2 separate regions of the Gossypium hirsutum genome follow, and region 1 is linked to region 2. A link is a contact called in public Hi-C data. All regions are on one chromosome and are shown on one strand. The core of a region is the stretch at or near the end of the contact, and the rest is flanking DNA. Distances in the headings are between cores, read along the strand shown.

Region 1 (5,795 bases), core at 1,444-3,943, 250 kb before region 2:
TATTTTGAATTATTTATGTTTCTAAAATGTATATATTATAAAAAATAATATTTTATAAATTTGAAATTTCTAAACTTTTATTTCGAAGATTTGTTGAATTTTTTAATATATATTTTAATTTTTCGGTATAGTTTTGTTAAATTTATGTTCTTAAATTTGAATTTGAATTTTTATACATTTATAAATATTTTTTCTAAATAAATATAAATTTTAAAATTTTTATTTTTATTTTGAAATAAATGCGATTTTTATTGTGATGTGAAAACTTTTAACCGAAGATGATAATTTAAATATCACTTCAATCCCAAAGAAAAAAAAAGCAAAATAAAATTCGAAAAAGGTATAATTTAAATATTAATTCATCATTTAAACCTTTTAAAAAAATAAAAATAAAAGCATCGATAACAACAGCATAAAATAATCTGCCGTGTGTGGCATAGACGTCCCTAAAAAGTTGTATGGTTGGAAAAGCAACTGCAAATATCTTCAAATGTTTTATAATTTTAAGGTTAAATCCAAGAATTTATATCTAAATTATCCCTCTACGGAATATTTATATAAAAATTAAATATATTTTTAGTTGAAATAATAAAATTGAAGAAATCAAAGTCGAATTCAAATTTTATTATATGCATGTACCTTTTAGATTTTATATAAAAAATAAAAATATCTTTAAAAATAATATTTATTTCAGATAAAAATATTTTTAAATATTATTTGTTGTTTGGTATAAATAATAACTTTTTAGTAGAGTAATTATTCTGTCTAATATTAATAGAGTAAAAAATTCAACAAGTATATATAAACTAATGCCAAGCGTTTTTTTTAATTATTATTTTATTATACTCTACAAACAAATGACATCAATTTAGATAGATTTTTTTTTACTCCAGCAACAATATATAAAATAATTATATTTTTAAATAAATTTGGGATTAATTCATCATAGAAATTAAGTAAAATTTTTAAATAATAATAGTATGAGTAGATGTTTTTTTTCTTATTTGAATACAAAATTTATATTTTTACGACATTAAAATCGAAAATTATGATTTATTGTAATAACTATCACACCATATTCACTTATAATTAATTTTTTATATAAAATTTTAAAAAAAAATCTAATCTATGAGATTCATACAACAATGTCCTAGGTGTAACTAAAATAGATATTATATATAATAGCTTAAAATATGCTTTTAAGTACTTATTTTTTTTTGTATATTTGAAATTTAATTTTTTTATATTTTAAATTTTAAGTTTAATTGTTAATTCTATTTAAATTTTCTAATAAGTTCACTAATATGATATTTTAAAATAAAAAATATATTCACCAAAAAATCATTTATAACATTACATATTAGACAACAATTCATGCGTAATTTTGAATTTTATCCCTTTTATTAATGGTAACTAATTTTATGAATGAAACTTTAATTTAATAGTAGGGTTAAGATGTTTAGAATTTTGAAATCCCAAATTAAGATCCACTCTTTGTGTAAAACACATATAAATTTTTTTTAAAAATTTATTATAATTTAAATATTATCATGTGTGAGTTATATTTTAATTTTAAATTTATTCTTACTTGATAAGAATTTAATCTTAAATATAATTAATGGAATAATTATAATTTTTTAGGTTTGTAATTTATCCTCAAATTGGGGAAGGTGTCGGTGCCAAACTAATCTATGTGTACACCTAATATTCGTATATTTTGTTTAATTGGTACCAAATTTTGTATTTAATGAATAAAATTTATTTTATTTTGATGTTATTAATATTGGTTTTACAAGAAGATAGTATAATCCAAATGAAAGTGTGTATATCCTAAGAGCATAGGTAAATAAGTTTCCTAATTTAAAAGCACCGCAAGTCAAATCTCAAGTCACTACGTGTAATCACTGCAAATTAACAACACATCTTTATGAGTAATTAAAAATATATATCATTTCCATCATTTTATATTTTTATATCAACTTTTGAAAAATACTTACAAATTATAATATCTTCATTACATCAACTTTTATTATTATAGCTAAAGCCATATTAATCTTTCTTGTAAATTTATAATATAAATTTTTAATTTAATATTCTTAAAATACTCTTAATTAAATTAATGTCATGAGTTAATCAATATCAATTTATAGTTAAAAAAAGCTTAAAACATATTTTTATATAAAGATTTTTATCTTTTTATATAAAATCTTTAAATGAACACGTATTAGAATAACTAAAATCATTAAACCCATTTGTCCAATAACAATTTTATAAATCTTTAAGAAACAATTTTATAAAAGGTAAATTTTACTAATTTTCACTTAATTTGTTTGTCACATAACTATAAAAAGTTACAAAATAGTTATCGAATTTTTTAAATTTATTTTTTTTGGTCACCCAAATTACTCTGTGTAAAAATTAAGAGTTAAGTTTTTTAAAATAAACGCTAAATTACTACAAAATATAAATATTAATGATTAAAATTATTATGTCAATTTTAAAAACTGCCACTATTAATCAGTGATAAAATAATCTTAAAAAATTATCATATACTTCTATTTTTTAAATAGTTTACTATTATCTTTAACCACATTTATCAACCCTTGATCTTCAATCTAAAATCTCCAACCGTAACAAATAATTTCTCAATAAACAATGTGGTACTATAATAGTATAAATATCTGCCCACAGCTGTGTTTCCATCCCCAAGGCAGCGACCCATTCTGCTTGATATCGCGCTACTACATAGCCGGTCATTATCGTCGGGGATGCAAAAAGAACAGGTCATTATCGTCGGAGCGGGCCCTTCGGGGCTGGCCATGGCGGCTTGCCTTAACCACCACTCAATCCCATACATAATCCTTGAAAGAGAAGACTGTATCGCTTCTCTGTGGAAGAAATACGCCTACGACCGTCTCCACCTTCACTTAGACAAGCAATTCTGCGTGCTCCCTCACATGCCCTTCCCCGACTCTTACCCACGTTTCGTCTCCAGACAACAGTTCGTAAGCTACTTAGACGACTACGTTTCTCGTTTTAAGATCAGCCCTTTGTACCGTCGGACCGTCGAGTCAGCAGAGTTCGACGGAGAGACCGGGAAATGGATTGTTAAGGCCAGGAACTTGGGTTCTGGCGAGGTGGAGGAGTTGGAAGGGAGGTTCTTGGTGGTGGCTAGCGGTGAAACGAGCGACCCTTTTACGCCGGTGATTGAAGGGCTTAATACTTTCCCCGGCGATGTTCTTCATTCGACGCGGTTCAGAAATGGGAAGGCGTTTCAAAACCAGAAGGTTTTGGTTGTGGGGTCGGGGAATTCGGGCATGGAGATCGCTTTTGACCTTGCCAATCATGGTGCCCAAACTTCTTTAGTTGTTCGAAGCCCGGTAATTAACAAGTTGAACTTTGGTTCCATAGTCCTCGAATTTCACATAATTTATAATTTTATTAATTATTCTAATAAATTAATAGGATTATTTTTTTCAAATAATGTTGATATAAATCTTTTTGTGATGGAAGTTGTATCTTCAACTTGCTAATGATTTTATTAAAACTAAAATATTAAATAATGTGAAGGGGTCAACTAATGACTTGCCTTGATATCAAATCATTACCAAGGACTAAAACCATATTTAACTTGTAGTTGTTTGTAATGGTTGAAGTGATGAAACCGGTTAAATTACTTGCAATGGTTGATATGTTTTGCAGGTTCACGTTCTTTCAAGGGATATGATTTACTTGGGGTTAATTTTGGTGAAGTATATACGGGTAAACTTGGTGGACTCGTTAATGGTGATGCTTAGCAAGCTTGTTTATGGGGACTTGTCCAAGTACGGAATCTACAGGCCCAAGGAAGGTCCATTTTTCATGAAAGCTGCCTATGGAAAATACCCTATTACTGATATTGGTACATGTAAGAAGATCAAGTCCCAGGAGATTCGGGTAATATTATTGTCATTTTCTCTACCAATTACTATGTTACAACTTCCATTAAAAAAAATGAATTTTTAATTATTGTTGTACATATGGTCAAATCAATCGAACTGAAAATTGATAATATAACCGATTGATTGGTATTCTTGAAGGAAAAAAGGAAATGAGGGTACGAGGGTTTGTAACAATAACGTGAACAAAAAAAGTTGGTGATGTCATTTGCAATTAACAAAGGCCTTTCTTAATTTCCTTAAAACCTAAGAATCTCTGTTACATTTTCAACTCTCTTTTACCCTTTATTTATTCACTGCTTTGGTCAATCATAACCGATTGTGACATGAGTTTTATATTATTTTTTGTCCCCATCTCAATTTTAAAAAATACAAATTAATTATCCTAAAAACTTCTAAAAGATTGTATAAAATTATAATTCTATGTTATCTCTATTCTTTTTTAATAGAAAATAACAAATCAAAATTTTTTTTTGATTTTTAATATTTTTTTGTTAGATTTGAATTTTTTTAAGGAGAAAAAAAAGCTAAAAATTAAGAGGAAAAATTTGATTTATCATTCTCCTATTGAAAATGGATAAATATAACGTGGAATTACAGTTTCATACAATCATTTCTCCCAAAAGTTGCATTTTTTTATATTATAATATATTTTTTTTATGTTGATTGAGCCTTAACTCAATTGATATTGACATCGTCACTAGTATAAGAGAACATGACTTGAGAGGACTTATGGGTAGTTTTAATCATTGTATAAAAATAATATTATATTTTATAAAATCTTTTAAAAGCTAAAAATTCTAATTAAAAATATTAAAATAATTATAAAAATAAAAGAGACTTTGGTAAAATTTTCAAAAGGGGAAAATTTGATATGAGCTTGACTGAAATTTTTAATAAAAAAATTGACTGCCCCCGGCCGGGCCCAATTACGGCATCTTGTTTCGCTTAGATATTTGGTTTTCAAATAATCCAAAAATGCATAATATTTTTCAGGTGTTGCCGTCTATATGTAGCATAAGAGGCAACGAGGTGGTGTTCGAGAACGGCACAACGCATCCCTTCGACACAATCGTCTTCTGCACTGGCTTCAAGCGCTCCACTAATGTCTGGCTTAAGGTAACATATCATACCCTGTGTTTTCCCTTCTCAAACCACAACATCAAACTAACTGCGCTTTACTATAATAAACTGAAACAGGGAGATGATTACCTGCTGAATGATGATGGGATTTCCAAGCTGAGTTTCCCAAACCATTGGAAAGGAAAGAATGGCTTGTACTGCGTTGGTCTGTCGAGAAGGGGGCTATATGGGGCGGCTAGCGATGCACTCAACATAGCCGATGATATCAACTCACTTCAGTAACTAAATGATTCCTTTGATCCACCAAATTACATATTCTAAACCAAGCAGAACACACATATTAGTTCACTTGTGACTATGTACTTATGCATGCATGCATCTATGTACGGATGTATGTGTTGAAATATGGATGCATGATATAGCCAAACCAAGGTGGTTTAGGGTTTAAGCTATCTGTATGAATAATCATTTCTTTAGTAAATCCAATAGAGTTATAATACTGTAGTGCTATTGTATGGAATATATCACATACAGGAGAACTGTAGAAAGTTCCAGACCCATTGGGTGGCATCAACTTTCAACTGAATACAAAATCATCAGATGAGAGGAATGCCATTTGACTCCAATTGTCTGAAAAAAATATGGTCATGATATTCATAGGTCTAGTTTTAAAACTACAAGGTAGGATCCCTTGTTAAGAGAAAAGAGCTATCATAAAAGAACAGAAAAAAACAAACATGATACAGATTGGTACTCTTATAATAGCTTCAGTGG
Region 2 (5,298 bases), core at 1,570-4,069:
TTACTTCTCGCTTCTAGAAGAAGCTTCACGAAGCCTTAGGAACTTGATTGGATTTCAAGATAGCATATCATCCTCAAACTGATGGACAGTCTGAGTGAGTCATTCAGATTTTGGAGAATATGCTGCGGAATTGTTTAATCGACTTCCGAGGTAGTTGGGAGGAGTATCTGTCGTTGGCTGAGTTCGCGTATGGTCATAAGTTTCGTATCCCTATGTGTTAGAATGAGTTAAGTGAGCGTCGGGTTCTAGGTCCTGAACTAGTATCTAAGACTGAGAATACGGTTAGATTGATTCGTAATCGTCTTAAGACAGCTTTCGACCAGTAGAAATTATATACAGATGTAAAACGGTGAGATATTGAGTATTCTGTGGGTGATCAAGTATTTCTAAAATTTTTTTGTCGAAAAAAGTTCTTTGGTTCTGATGTAAGGGCAAGTTGAGCTCGAGGTTCATTGGACCTTACTGTATTCTAAAATGTACCGGACCTATCGCCTATCAGCTAGAGCTACCTCCTGAGTTGGATAAAATTTATGATGTGTTCCACGTCTCTATGTTGAGACAGTATCGGTCTAATCCGTCTCACATTGTTCCGGTTGAAGAGATTGAGGTACGACCAGATTTGACTTTTGAAGAAGAGTCTGTTTAGATTCTGAATCGAGACATCAAGGTTTTGAGGAGGAAGATCGTTCCTTTGGTTAAGGTTCTGTGGCGGAATCATGGCACTGAGGAAGCCATTTGGGAATCTGAGGATTTGATTCGTCAGAAATACTCGTATCTATTTGAGTCAGTAAATTTTGAGGTCGTAATTTCTTTTAAGGGGAGAGAGTTGTAACGCCCCAAAAATTTGAGTGTTGTTTGTTAATTTTTGACATAATTAAATCTCGGTATCCGTGGCTAAGTGCTCTATTTGTATGTTAGAGGTCAGGGGTTCAAACCTCACTGTTAGAAATTTTGTTATTTTCTTTGACTTGACCCTTAGTGTTGAACGTTTGACTTAAGTCTATTTCGACGTTAATTTGTGTCAAGAATGAGCCTGTTGATTTAATGGTTAAGCTTCTGTATACTTTCTTGTTCCGTGTTCGAATCTCTGTGCATGCGTTAAGGAAATATTTTTATGCTACTTGGTAAAAGCCTATTAGTTTTTGTTGTTTTAAAAACCATGTTCTTTAACCTTTTTTCCTTTTTCTTATTTTGTTCTTTTCTTTTCTTCTTTCACCTTTATTTTCTTTTCTTTTTGCTTGCTCCCGTAAATTGTTACCAGGTTTAATTGGGAATTCTGCATTGTTCGTTGCATCGTTTGAAAGGTTGTTACATAATTTCTGTCATTATTCTATTTTGTTTTAGTGAAATTTCGTTGTTGTTCTTCAAAGTTAGAAATTATTTTTGTTTGTCTAAATTTCCATTAGTTGTGTGATTGGGGGGGTTTGTTAGGCAAAGGTCTTGGGAGAAATGTTCCTCTAGTAGTCTAAGTTCAAGTAATTGTTTTTGATTCGTTAGTAAGTGTTAGTTTTCTATGGGGGTTTGCATTGAAGCTTTTGACATGTTGGGTTGATTGTTGTTCTTATGTGAATTGTTTTGTTTAAGTTGTTGATTGATCCTCTGATTTTTGTTTTTAGGCTTTGGAATCACTCTTGTAATAAAAATAATTTTTTAAGATATTCAAATTTTGATAATATTTTGTGTATTATTAATTTTAGACATGTGTTATATACTAAATTACACATAATTATTGATACTTACGCTATATTATCATACTATAATCCATTGTAATTGTATTATTGATAATTAATAAAATGTAATCATTATACCAATTGTTGAATATATGTATTAATAAAGATAGTATTTTTCTATCTATATTATAAATATTTAAAATTTATTTGAAACTTTATATTCATGATAAATGCAACTATATTGATAAATTTAATGGCCAAATTGCTAAAATATTAATTGTCTGGAGAATTATATATATTAATGCTACTTTTGGTTACTAGTGTAATAACACGAAAAAAAGCTTATTTAACACATATGTTCTAAAGTAGTTAGACATAAAAGAAAGAATAATTATTACGAATTTAAACATGCAATTAGAAAGATGAGTAAAAACTCATTGTAGAAAATAAAACCTCTTTAAAATAAGTGAAAAGTTTTCTTTTTTGTTTGGCACAAACAAGTCATATGAGTGGCTAAAAATTATCAATTGTGATTAAATTTTTAGCTAACCAATAACTAAAATATGTGGATGCAATAATACTTCAACCAAACATAACATAATAGTTTTAGTAATAGTTATATATATATATTATGTAAATAGTATATCATCTATTATAGTTAGCTTTTAAAATTGATTTAACCGATCAGATTGAATCAATTCAAGCAAATCAATTAATAACTTTGATTTTGATTTTAGACCAATTAATAGTTGCTTTTTGATACAATGACCAATTAATAGTTAAATATATGTATTAATAGTTTTAATATATATTATTACATTAAGTAATACTATATCACATAGCATAATAGTAATACAAAATCTTTTAATTATTATATATTATATATTATTAATTATTTTTTTATTAATAAAATTTTAATATAAATATGTAATGCTTAGGATTATATTTTTATAAAATAAATAATTTTTATATAATTATATTAATTATTAATATTTATTATCGTCTTACAATTATAAATTCTAGCTTTTTCAAGTTTTGGTTCAAATTTATTTTAGGTTTGAGCGTTCAAATTTTTTTGAGTTTAAATGTATAATGGGCTTAAACTTTTTCGAGCTCAAATTATTAGGAGTTCATTGTTGAGTTGAGAACGTTGACGTTTTAGTGTTGCAACAGTAAATAATTTGTAGAGGTTGAAAGGAGGACTAAAAAGAAAGTTAATCCTGGAGTAAATATATCTCTTTCGTGTCCTAGTCGTGGTCTCCCACGGCAAGCGATCCAAGTACTTGTTAGCTTTTCCTCCAAGTTCCAACTCAACTCTGCCACTCCAAGAACTTGTTCTCTCCAACACTGACTCTTTTCTTCTCCATTATAAAAAGTAACTAAATCTTCCTAAAACTTTCAATTCTAATCAAGATTTCCAGCATTCATAAACGCCGCCGTCTCCACCCCAAGATGTTGCTCAGAATCCGCAGCCGAGACGGCCTGGAACGTGTCCAGGTCGGCGGTCCTCATGTTTCAATCTCCCAATTGAAAGCCTTAATCGAATCCCAATTCCAAATCCCCATTCATAACCAAACCCTTTCCACCGATCGCAATCTTCTCTTGGCTAAAACCCCCGCCGATCTTCTCCGTTTCACCGACATGTCCGACCCCTCCCGTCCCCTCTCCTCCTTGAACCTCTCCCACGGCTCCGTCGTTTTCCTCTACTACCAGGGTGAACGCACCGTCCGCGGCGGACCCCCCGTCTGTCCCGCCGGATCCTTCGGGCGTAAGATGACGATGGACGACCTCATCGCTAAGCAGACACGGATCACCCGCCAGGAATCGCCTCACTGCGATTCGGTTTCCTTCGACCGCGATTCCGCCAATGCTTTCCAGCGGTACGTCAACGAAACGCTGGTGTTCGCCGTGAAACGCGGCGGCTTTATGTACGGCACCGTCTCCGAAGAAGGTAGGGTGGAAGTCGATTTCATTTACGAGCCGCCTCAGCAAGGGATGGAAGATGATTTGATTCTCTTGAGGGATCCCGAAGAAGAGAAATTGGTTGATGCCATTGCTGCTGGTTTAGGTAGGAAGAGGGTAGGGTTTATTTTTACCCAGACGATAATGCAGGACAAAAAGGACTATAACTTTTCCAACAAGGAGGTTCTACAGGCGGCTGAGCTTCACGCTGAGAGTAGGCTGAAGGAGTGGGTGACTGTTGTGGTGAAGCTGGAAGCCACTGAAGATGGGGATGCCGATGTACATTTTGAAGCTTTCCAAATGAGTGATATGTGTGTTAAGTTATTTAAGGAAGGATGGTTCGTGACCGAGTTCGGGGAAGACGATGATCCAAAGCTTTCCAAGATGAAGAAAGAAGTCGTCGTAGGTGGGAAGGATGTTAAGGAGGTTGATAATGATTTCTTCTTGGTGGTGGTTAAGATTATCGACCATCAGGTGATAATTCTTTATTCATTAACTGATATTAACCAATTCATGTTGTTGAATTAGTTGCTTTTTATGGTTAATACTTGTGTTTATGATTAACCTATTGATCTCCAAGGTGTGAATGCTGCATGTGAAGTTTGCATTTTCACTATAATTTTAGCTGTTGAATTGCTTGCTCAATTTGTCATGGGTGCTAAGGGTTGTTAATGATTCAGCTAAGGCAAATAATGCTGGATGTAAGTAGTTTAAAAATGTGGCATAAAGGAATGTGAGTAGGGAGAGAGGAGCCACACATAACATTATCAAAACTAGCTTTTCTGCACATGGTTTGTGTATGTGAAGAAGGAAGTACCATATATAGTTAATGTAAAGCCACACTGATGTTATTTTTAAATGGCCTCTCGGAATTGAAGGGGCATGAGGGAGAAGTTTCAATGTAGTATTTTATTACATCTTTCTTTTATTTTAGTTCTTACCATATACATAAGAAAGATTGATTTTTGTATGTGATGGTGGTAGGGGTCTTCCCTTAAAATTATAGATTGTTTCAGCTCCTGCTGCCGGTTTGCCTTCACATTTAGGTTGGATTATATGAGTAATCAGTTATGGATTATATGATTAATCAGTTATTCTATCTAGATTCGACTATTCAAGTCTGGTTGACGTTAGAAACTCAGGTTAGATCTAAGGTTAGTGGAAAGTTGGAAGTTGTTTTTGACTTTGGTAATGGGGTAGTATTTTTGCAAAGTAGAACCAATAGGTTCAATATATCTAGTTTCTTTTATAATGTATGTTGTAGTTAGCCTCTATAGTTATAAGGTCGATGATATCCAATGAATTGACCTCCCACCTGCATTGCATTTGTTGGACGAAACCTTAACATTGTCTGAGACGCTATTGGATACTTGATTATCTGATAACCATGAATATAATGCTCAGCTCTTTTTGTCCTCTAGCCATTAAATTTCGTGTATTGCTGCTCTATAGTTAGTATTTAAGTTTGGAAGTAGACATGATTGTCTGGTCTTGATTGTTGTCAGTCTGAGATTGATGCCTTGCACCACACCGGGCAATCACTTTTGAAACAAGTGAAATCACCCTTGTTAGGCTTGTAACTATGTGCAGAGCTAATATTAGAGTATAAGGCTCCTGAAAAACATCATCGACTGTCATTTTCTGCTTGCAGACTTGTATGTGGCTT

Evidence for each region. A called contact is a pair of places that touch in the nucleus more often than the background predicts.
Region 1: a Hi-C map of leaf shows a contact between it and region 2, with 1.9 times the contacts expected there. The contact joins the promoter of LOC121204573 here to the promoter of LOC107947875 in region 2. A contact is called at or near these places in 7 of 34 Hi-C or Micro-C datasets (callus, leaf and petal).

What each region holds. Positions count from the first base shown.
Region 1 is chrA08:93,102,886-93,108,680 of Gossypium_hirsutum_v2.1, reverse strand. LOC121204573 (probable indole-3-pyruvate monooxygenase YUCCA10) reads left to right here and starts at 2,693. Exons shown (of 4, transcript XM_041074651.1): 1 at 2,693-3,380; 2 at 3,703-3,936; 3 at 4,935-5,057; 4 at 5,139-5,520. The coding sequence starts at 2,769. The coding sequence ends at 5,303.
Region 2 is chrA08:92,853,271-92,858,568 of Gossypium_hirsutum_v2.1, reverse strand. LOC107947875 (NPL4-like protein 1) reads left to right here and starts at 2,819. Exons shown (of 2, transcript XM_016882384.2): 1 at 2,819-4,106. The coding sequence starts at 3,123.